Regions from separate parts of the Bombyx mori genome. Here region 2 is linked to region 1. A link is a contact called in public Hi-C data. All regions are on one chromosome and are shown on one strand. Each heading gives the region's core, a stretch centred on a gene start, on an enhancer-like site or on the middle of the called end of the contact. The rest is flanking DNA. Distances are from core to core; before and after follow the strand shown.

Evidence for each region. A called contact is a pair of places that touch in the nucleus more often than the background predicts.
Region 2: a contact with region 1 is called in a Hi-C map of midgut, with 1.5 times the contacts expected there. The contact joins the enhancer-like site here to the promoter of LOC101739850 in region 1. A contact is called at or near these places in 2 of 7 Hi-C or Micro-C datasets (midgut and posterior silk gland).

Annotation. Positions count from the first base shown.
Region 1 is chr14:6,894,719-6,899,171 of ASM3026992v2, reverse strand. LOC101739850 (putative Ras-related protein Rab-33) reads right to left here and starts at 2,542. Exons shown (of 5, transcript XM_004933756.5): 1 at 1,619-2,542; 2 at 1,086-1,205; 3 at 700-849; 4 at 316-429. The coding sequence starts at 1,819. It overlaps LOC101735725 (myotubularin-related protein 5), which reads left to right and starts at 3,631. Exons shown (of 40, transcript XM_038015237.2): 1 at 3,631-4,142. The coding sequence starts at 4,088.
Region 2 is chr14:6,933,078-6,937,530 of ASM3026992v2, reverse strand. It overlaps LOC101735857 (E3 ubiquitin-protein ligase UBR1), which reads left to right. Exons shown (of 28, transcript XM_038015233.2): 3 at 2,097-2,245; 4 at 2,548-2,712; 5 at 3,393-3,547. Among protein-coding and RNA genes, the nearest start is that of LOC101735857, 11 kb to the left of the region's middle. Within about 2 kb of position 2,675, at least 2 of the 8 cell types and tissues checked have open chromatin away from gene starts, as enhancers often do.

The sequences.
Region 1 (4,453 bases), core at 1,293-3,792:
TGTGCGTGCAAAAGAAACGTCGCGCCCGGGCGTTCGTTGATCCGAGCATCAGCTGTTTTTGATTTTGTGTTTCGTTTCTGGTTTTTTTCAGTAAAATATATTTTTTATGAAACTATCGTTTCGATCGAGCTTAAATAATACTAATAAAATATTTTAAAAATATGTTTTATTTTTTAAAATCAGTATCGATTTTTTTTTCTATACCATCATCAAAGGTGTCATAAGTACTATCGTCTGTCTTCGTTTTCGGAAGCGGTCTCCTAAGACCCAGTATAGGTATTTTTAGTATAATTATCTCTATTATAATTTACTTACCGCCACACTAATAACTCTCAATGGCTGTTTAGAGTACAATTTATGTGCTAAGGTCAAGAATATTGACTCCACATTATCACATTCTGAATCCAACAGTGCCGATGTTTCAAATAGCTGAAAAAATTAACTTTTATCAATATCATTGTACATATTATTATGTATTAAAAATGAGGTTTTTTTATTTTATTTTAAGTCATTTAGGGTATCATATCATATCATAAGGTATCATATTAGGCAACTGGTACATACTCATTTTATTTATTTAAAAGTATAGCCAATTTTTCTTTTTGGCATCATAGGTGTTTAGTCATTAAAATTTGCCTATCTATATTGTATACAACAAACAGAAGTTTACTTAATTTCATTATGGATTTTCGTACTTACAGGCATGCCATATTTATCAGCTAATCTCTGAGCATAAGTGGTGGCTAGCCTGGATTCAGGAGTACCACAGTCACATTTATTGCCCACAAGGACTCTAGGAGCATTCATTAAGCCATGGGATTCGATCTCTTGCATCCAAGCTGATATAGACTGAAATAACAGTTCATCATCATTTAGCTGTTTTTTAAACTAAACAATTTTTAGGGAAAATTTATAAAAAGGCAGAGACACAAAATTATGACTATGTGTGGTCATTGTTTTTTGACAAACTTATAATTGTACAATATTTTTACATTTTTTTATATGTTATTAATGTTGTTATGATAATGATTTTTAATAAATCATTCAAATAGTTAAGATATCAATAAAATTCCATAAACACATACATGAAACGTTTCTGGCTTTGTAACATCATAAACAATGACAACTGCATGAACATTTCTATAGTAGTGCTGCACCATTGATTTTCGAAATCTTTCTTGTCCAGCAGTGTCCCATAACTGGAGCTAAAAATTGTTTTAAGACTAATTATTATATTTGAATCCTACTTTTTAAACCATTGCACTGCTCAGGGTCATCAAGTCTTGGATTTTCTTTTTGTCTTGTTGTCTTGTGGTTCAATGTTATTGTTTTTTCTTGAAATGTTATTGTTAATTAACATCTTGCTTAGAGTCCCTTAAAAAGCTATGGGACAAAAAGCATTGATAGCCCTGTAGTTTCATATAGACAACAAAAGTGGGCGTTAAATGCCAGTATTATTACTTAACAAACGATTTTATATACAGCTTTACAGAACATATCTATACATTTAATTGTGTAGGATCGCTTTTACAGATGGCAACTAGTTTCATGATTAGCTTTTAGTATTTATGATTTAGAAATAGTTTATTTTGTACTTGTTTTCTTGTAACAACTTTACCTTGATATCCTCATTACGAATTTTAATGATTCTCTCTCTGAAATCAACACCGATTGTAGCTTCAGATTTATTTAAAAACTGGCCCTCACAAAAACGATAAGTTAGACAAGTTTTCCCAACACCTGAATCACCGAGAACTATAATTTTAAATACTTTTTTTTGCTTCAATCCAGGTATATCCTGGCTGGCGTTAACTGACATTTTTTTTTTATATTTCAAGTTTTACATTTTTATCGTTTCGGTGGGTAAGCATCAATGTTTGTGTTTGTTGTCCGTTGTCAAATTCTGTTTTGTCACAAAGTTTTGTGTAGGAGGAAATCAAATGAGCATAGATTATACACTTAATATATTTGACAAATGAGGATGAAGGTTATAATACAGATTACATACTGTATTACTGTAGGATATACCTACGTGATTTTACTTACTGTGTATTTACGAATATACAGCATGCTAAACAGCTATGTATGATATTATTATGTATGTCTACACTAAGTTAGTGTATCTAGCTATCTGTCTGAAAAAGCTATTCCGCCATGTACAGATAAAGTTTGTGCTTTTAAAGATTTTAATTGTTAATAAGCTTCCTGAACATGTACCGGTAGCCCTAAATATAATTACGATAAAATAAATCTAAATAAAGGAGTGACAACGCCGCATTACTTGTCAACACACATCGTCTCTTCATTTAAAAACTAGATAAAATACGTATTTAAATATATTATATATCTTCCTCGGACTTATCCTTCATTGAGGCAAGTTTATAAAATAGTGCTCGGTAATACAGTGACATGGCATTGGCTATGTCCAAGGGCGAGAAAATATATGCGTATATATGTATAACCACATATGTGTGTGTGTAATTGTGTATAAAACCACATTTTAAAAATCCACACATGTTATATGAATGGAACTAGAAAAGAGGTTAGATAAAGGTTTTTTGAGTCTGAGATTTTTCCTGAAAACAATTACCATTTTAAAAACGCACATTTTTTTGTTGAAAGCAATTAAAAATTAGTACCCTATAGAATTTTTCCGTAGTTTGCCTAGAACTTGTCATTCGGAAATTTTAAAATTTAAACCTAAATACCAGTCTAATTTTGACAAAAATATATAATTTGTAAGTTTGTAAAATATATAATATCTTCTATTAAACCATACTTAGGAACGCATTTTAGAGGGTAAGGTGATAACGATGCAAGGACTGAGGACACCAATCTTGGAACTAGTCAATCACTTTTTGGTGGGTATTTAAAGTTTAGTATTTCGTCGTAAAACTGTAATAGCCTAAGAGCCTGCGACGATCAGCCTCTTGTTTTTTTTATAAAAGTCGACAGTTGTTTTGTGCATGTGCCCAACATAGGTGTGAACGATCAGCGACTATTGTGATTGGATTATGGTTACTGGGGCCGATAAGGATGCGAGTGAGATAGAGAGTTCAGTCTATACCAAGATGCTTGTAAGATCATCATCATCATAGCTCAATAATAATGTTCTCTTAGTAACAGTTTGAAATCCGGGAAATTTCATATGTATGTAGGGGTAAATGTATTGAAGAAGCTAGTGGTGGATTCTGAGGTTCTTCCAAAAAGTCTGTAACGTTGCAGTAAATTCCCAACATTTTGCTGGAACATTTACTTCATTTCAACTTATCCCTTTTCATATTTTAATTTGATTTATCTCAGTATAAGACATTTTCTTCAAAGATTTTGTAAGTACTACTTTGGCAACAATGTTATCACAAGAAGCCAACTGCCATACAAAAAAGAATATTACGTAAAAATTGCCATACTAAAAAATCATGGACTCACTAATTCGTAACTTTTAAATTGAGTCTTTTGCTTCAATCTTAAAGTAACTTTTCAATTGTATACGCATTGCTGCTTTTGAACGACGATAAAAGCTTGTGCATTCACGCATGTAATAAAGACTATTTTTTAGCGTTTTTTTTTCACAAGTATAACATTTTTTAAAGCAGCAGCACTGACTACGCTAAAATGACAAATGTTGTTATTACTATCAATCAGAAATGTCCGTCGGTCGTTCGGTCGTATGAGTGATAGTCTTCATTGAATGTCATGATTTATTGCGAAACCCGCTATAACTCCTGATCAAAATCAAGAGTATACTTTAATAGCAAAGATATCGATTACTCTGTTTTCTTTTTTAAATGTTATAATTGTGAAAACCGGTTTGAGTTGATGTCATCGGACAACTAACCTCCGCGTTCGGACTATCTCTTATCTTTATTTTAGTTTTCGAATTTCTTGCTACAGTGATAAACAAAGCAGGTGTTTACGTGATTTGCCCTGAATTAAATTAAGCGCGGAAATAGTGTTTACGTTTAGAATGTACCTGAAGAAAATGTGTAATGAAACGGATTTTTGTTTAAAATGTAGATAAACTGTTGTAATTTGATTAAAAAGTGAATTTGTGGTGTTTGTGCGCGAATGTTGTCGTAGGATTGCCATGTCCAGGCTCGTCGACTACTTTGTTATAGTGGGATTCGACCACGAAAAAGAAAGTGAGTATACTATGTACTGCCTTCAGTATTATTCGATTCACAATCAGGCTAATGTAATTTACATATGAACGCGTGAAACTTACCTACCTATTTTTTGTAACAAATTTGACAACATTTTCTTAGCCAGTCTTACGTCAGTTATGAATTTTTATAAAATTTTAATAAATAAATATATGTATATTTATTTAGTAGGATTACTTACAGGATTGTAATGTCAACAGAAATTCTGAGAGGATTTTTTTTAACACATTAATAAACCAATATTTTCGTCATTATGAGTTTTTTTAAATGACTAAACTGATTCATAACTA
Region 2 (4,453 bases), core at 1,426-3,925, 38 kb before region 1:
AAGGGATTCATAAATTACTTCAAGGTATTCATAATACATTTAGAACCATTAAAACCATAATATATTTAAACATTTTTCTTACGGCTTGGGTACGGAACCCTAAAAACATTTCATATTAACAACATGCGTTTAAGCAATAACAATACTACAATCTAAGATAGTTGACTTGTCGATGACCCGAAAGCTATTTGTTGAGTTTCTAGGTGAACTTTCATGAAAGCTCAATAGAGGATACACAGTAGCTTTGATTTGAATTTGTAAATTTATTTAACGTTATGGAAAATTACAAGAATAACTTAATTTTTGTAAATGCCACTTGTTAAGGCGACCCACAAGTTACCAAGTCACATCATATAATCATAGATCAATCGATAATACGAGAGCCCGTATTTTTTTGTCAAGTAGTGTGTTAATTTGTTGACTAATTCAATTTGACTTATTAAGTAGTTATTAAAACTCATTTGTTTTAGCTCACGTTGACCGATGACTATTTGTCTAAGCCAAGTATCGCTGTTTTTAATTTCCCTTTGCTTTAACTTTCTGTAACTTTTTCAAGTGTTCACGATTGTTTTGGAAGTCGTATAAAGTAATGTTTTGCACGCACCTTTTGCTCCTAAACTGGCTTTAGCGCGAAACGTTGTCCTCAATCGATAACTAGGCTGTGTATATATTCTTTTATTATTTGATGTAATGCGAATTATTTTCGCACATTGCGGTATTCAGGTTGTGTGCGGACGTTTGCACACGATGTGTTTAATTTCGTTTTTCGAACTGGGGTAATGGTTTTGCTTGTGTTATAATTTAGTGCTAGGCTAGATATTTCTAGTGTGCGTGTGACGAGCCTGTGTGACCTTATTAAATAAAAGTGACAGTATTTTTATCCACACACACACGCACACCCAAACTAATAATAATAGAATACGTTAGAACAAATTGTCTGATTCATCGTTTTATTTATTTTCTTAACTTAATTCTAATTCTTCTTAATTTTATTTACGACGCCCTAATGACTTTGATCTCATGCTTCGAGTGGGTGACTGCATCTAAGCAGTAGTATTTCAGTTACTTACCATTTAATACTTGATCTCTCGTGGGCTAACCAACGTCAAATTAAATAAATAATTAGAACAAAAATGAAAGTATATGGCACTTTAAAACGGTTTTAAACAAGTGTCATCTTAACTTGGTCAAAAAGCCTATACTTCAAATACAGTATGATACATTGAAAACCAGCGTGCGCATTACGAAATATGTTGCAATTCGCTTTCTAACTATGTAAATAACAGAGGCGGATAGCGGCGTTCATAAATTTAAATTTAATTCATATTAACATTGGTCACCTTAAGATTTTTAACTTATCTGACAACCTTTAAAAATATCTTAATAACAGATATCCAAGATCGTAACGTCTTGTTTTTTTTTTTTTTCTAATATAAATAGACAGCTCATCCTCAGTGGCTCTCTGCCAAAATACGTACAGTACATTGTTTACCTGCGCTTCAAACAGTTGTCCAGCGTTCATTAAGAGTTTTTGGTTACCGTATTCGCGAATACAAATTCTTGTTTTTAGCCAACGATTCTCTATCAGTGTTTAGATGATCTCATTACGAACCTCATTCTCGTTAGGTATATTGTGCTTTATTTGATCATACAGGGAAGCAAATATAAATGAATATATCAGAACGAATAAACAGGAAGCAAGCCCGTGTCTTGGGACCAAAAGTGGTGTGAGTCAATTCTCAAAGTATTGAAATGTGGACGTTTCAATCATCCGGTATCTACTTGCCAATTAGACGCTCGGCCAAATCAAAGCGCGGATCATTATCACATCAACCAGGGTCAGATGCATTTAAAATATTATTATCAGTCTAGTTAGTAAACTAGACATTGAGTGGAAGGGTGTTCAAGCACTCGATACGTATTGAGAAAATGTAGTTTTTTTCTACTGTAATCATTATTTATTTTCGTTGTCGTGTTTTTGGGCCATGTGAGACGAATAATCGAACCAATAACAAATTTATATCCTACTATAAAGTGTTTACTCTAAATGTTTAATGTTGCGGAGTGAAAATGAGTGACGAACCGGTCTCTAACAGGTACACGTTGCCGGCTCGCGCTGATGCTGTAGTGGAACTATGGCGGAAGAATCTGCAGGAGGGTGTACTGGCGCCCTCGCACTTTCAAGATCATTGGCGCGTCACCGTTCCGAGAATATATTCGCCACAACCCAACAGAACATGTTTGGGTAAAGTACATTATTATACTTTTCGCTTTGTCTCCAAGAATAAACTTATTAATACCATTAGCACATCGACCCGAAGTGTTTTTTGCACCAGATATCGTCCTGACGGTGTTTTTTGTTTTTAAACCGTGAGGGACCCATGTCACCCCTTCACATATCATTTTAGCGCTATCTATATAGGCGATCTCATGTTCCTTTTAATATCATGACCCCTTAACTTTTGAGGGGACTCTAAGAAAAAAATTCGAAGAATGTATTATAATTATTAATGTTTAATTTGCTTCAATCTGGAATTTTCGATACAGACTGGTCTTTCGACGAGGAACTAGCTGCCAAATTGCTCATCCAACCCCTAGAACAGTTCATATGGGGTACAACAGAAGGATCTCAACCGGGTCCCCCTCGTCGCTCTACACTCTGCGGACGGGTGTTCAAACAAGGCGAACCTGCATATAGTTGCAGAGAATGTGGTGAGTTATTATTACGTACTACACGATACACGATACAGTATGATATTTTCTTACACGATCCTGTGGAACGAATGGTAAACAGTCGACGTCGCCTTAAGTATGTCATTACGGATCCTCCCGATCCATTAACGCTGTTTTTAGGTACCTCGAGCACCGCTGACCGTCCGAGTAAATTAACCCATAGACACAGCCCACTGAGTTTCTCGCAGGATCTTCTCAGTGGGTCGCGTTTCCGATCAGGTGGAAGATTCTGCGAAGCACTGCTCTTGCTAGGGTCAGTGTCAGCAACACTCCCGGTTTGAGCCCGGTGAGCTCATCTACGCGTTAGGGCGCAGCTGAAATAGCCTCTCAAGTCTATCAACATAGGTAAAAAAAAGATATTTTCCTCATAAAACTAGTTTTACACAAATATTGTAATAATATTTTTATTTTTCATCACACGTAAACAGTTCCAGCGTCTGTTATTTTGTCTATTTTTGCGCAATGTAATCAGATTTAATCATAAAAAAGAGTTTGAGAACCATTAATGCGTTATTATTGTAATTTAGATTAGGAGGTCAAACACTTTTATCTATGGACGAGTCATTCACCTTATGTTTGGTGACCAAAGCTTCTAGTAACGCCTTAGTATCAGATGGATCTTGAGTTTCTCTGTCTATCATCATAAACTTCGATTTCAGGCATGGATAACACTTGCGTACTCTGCGTGGAGTGCTTCAAGGTATCAGCTCATAGACACCACAAGTACAAGATGGGGCAGTCCGGTGGCGGCGGCTGCTGTGACTGCGGTGACGCCGAGGCCTGGAAACGGGATCCATTCTGTGATTTGCATGCTGTGAGTTGAGTTAAGATAGATTTAGACCTGTTCCAAACCCGCAAAATTATAACTTGCGTAATTACTGGTGGTAGGACCTCTTGTGAGTCCGCACGGGTAGGTGCCACCACCCCGCCTATTTCTGCCGTGAAGCAGTAATGCGTTTCGGCTTGAAGGGTGGGGCAGCCGTTGTAACTATACTGATACCTTAGAATTTATATCTCAAGGTGGGTGGCGCATTTACGTTGTAGATGTCTATGGGCTCCAGTAACCACCTAACACCAGGTGGGCTGTGAGCTCGTCCAACCATCTAAGCAATCAAAATGAAAATACATTTAAGCATTTCCGATGTTCCGAATGTCTTTTAGTAAATCGAGATACTAGAGAACTAAAGAAATTAGTGGCATTAGAGAAATAGGCTAGATGGTTGTGTCTCGAGCGTATTTTTTTTATTTATTTTTTATTGCCTTTGTAGGCAGACGAGCATACGGCCCACCTGATGGTGAGTGGTTACCGTCGCCCATGGACTTCAGCAATGCCAGGGGCAGAGCCAAGCCGCTGCCTACCGCGAAGTACCGTATTCACATCTTGTCTGATGCTGCTGAACTATGTGCATAATAAAAAAAATGTCAATTGTATTTGGGTTAAAGTTATGTGCATTGTTTTGTGATGGCCTTCAATTGAACAAGAAATTTAAAATGAAAACCGAATAGTAATAAAAATGTGCAGATAACGCAAGCTTTCACTATGGCCTTGGTTACTGAATTTCGTGTCACGGTTATATTTTATCAATCGCATGCAGTTTGCCTATTCGGTATAGCTTGCTTGATTGATGGTCAAACAGAAAAAATGATTGGGGCTTATAGTATATATACCTAGTCAGGTCATAAATTCTGTCACATGTTTAATGTAAAATAATTGAAACAA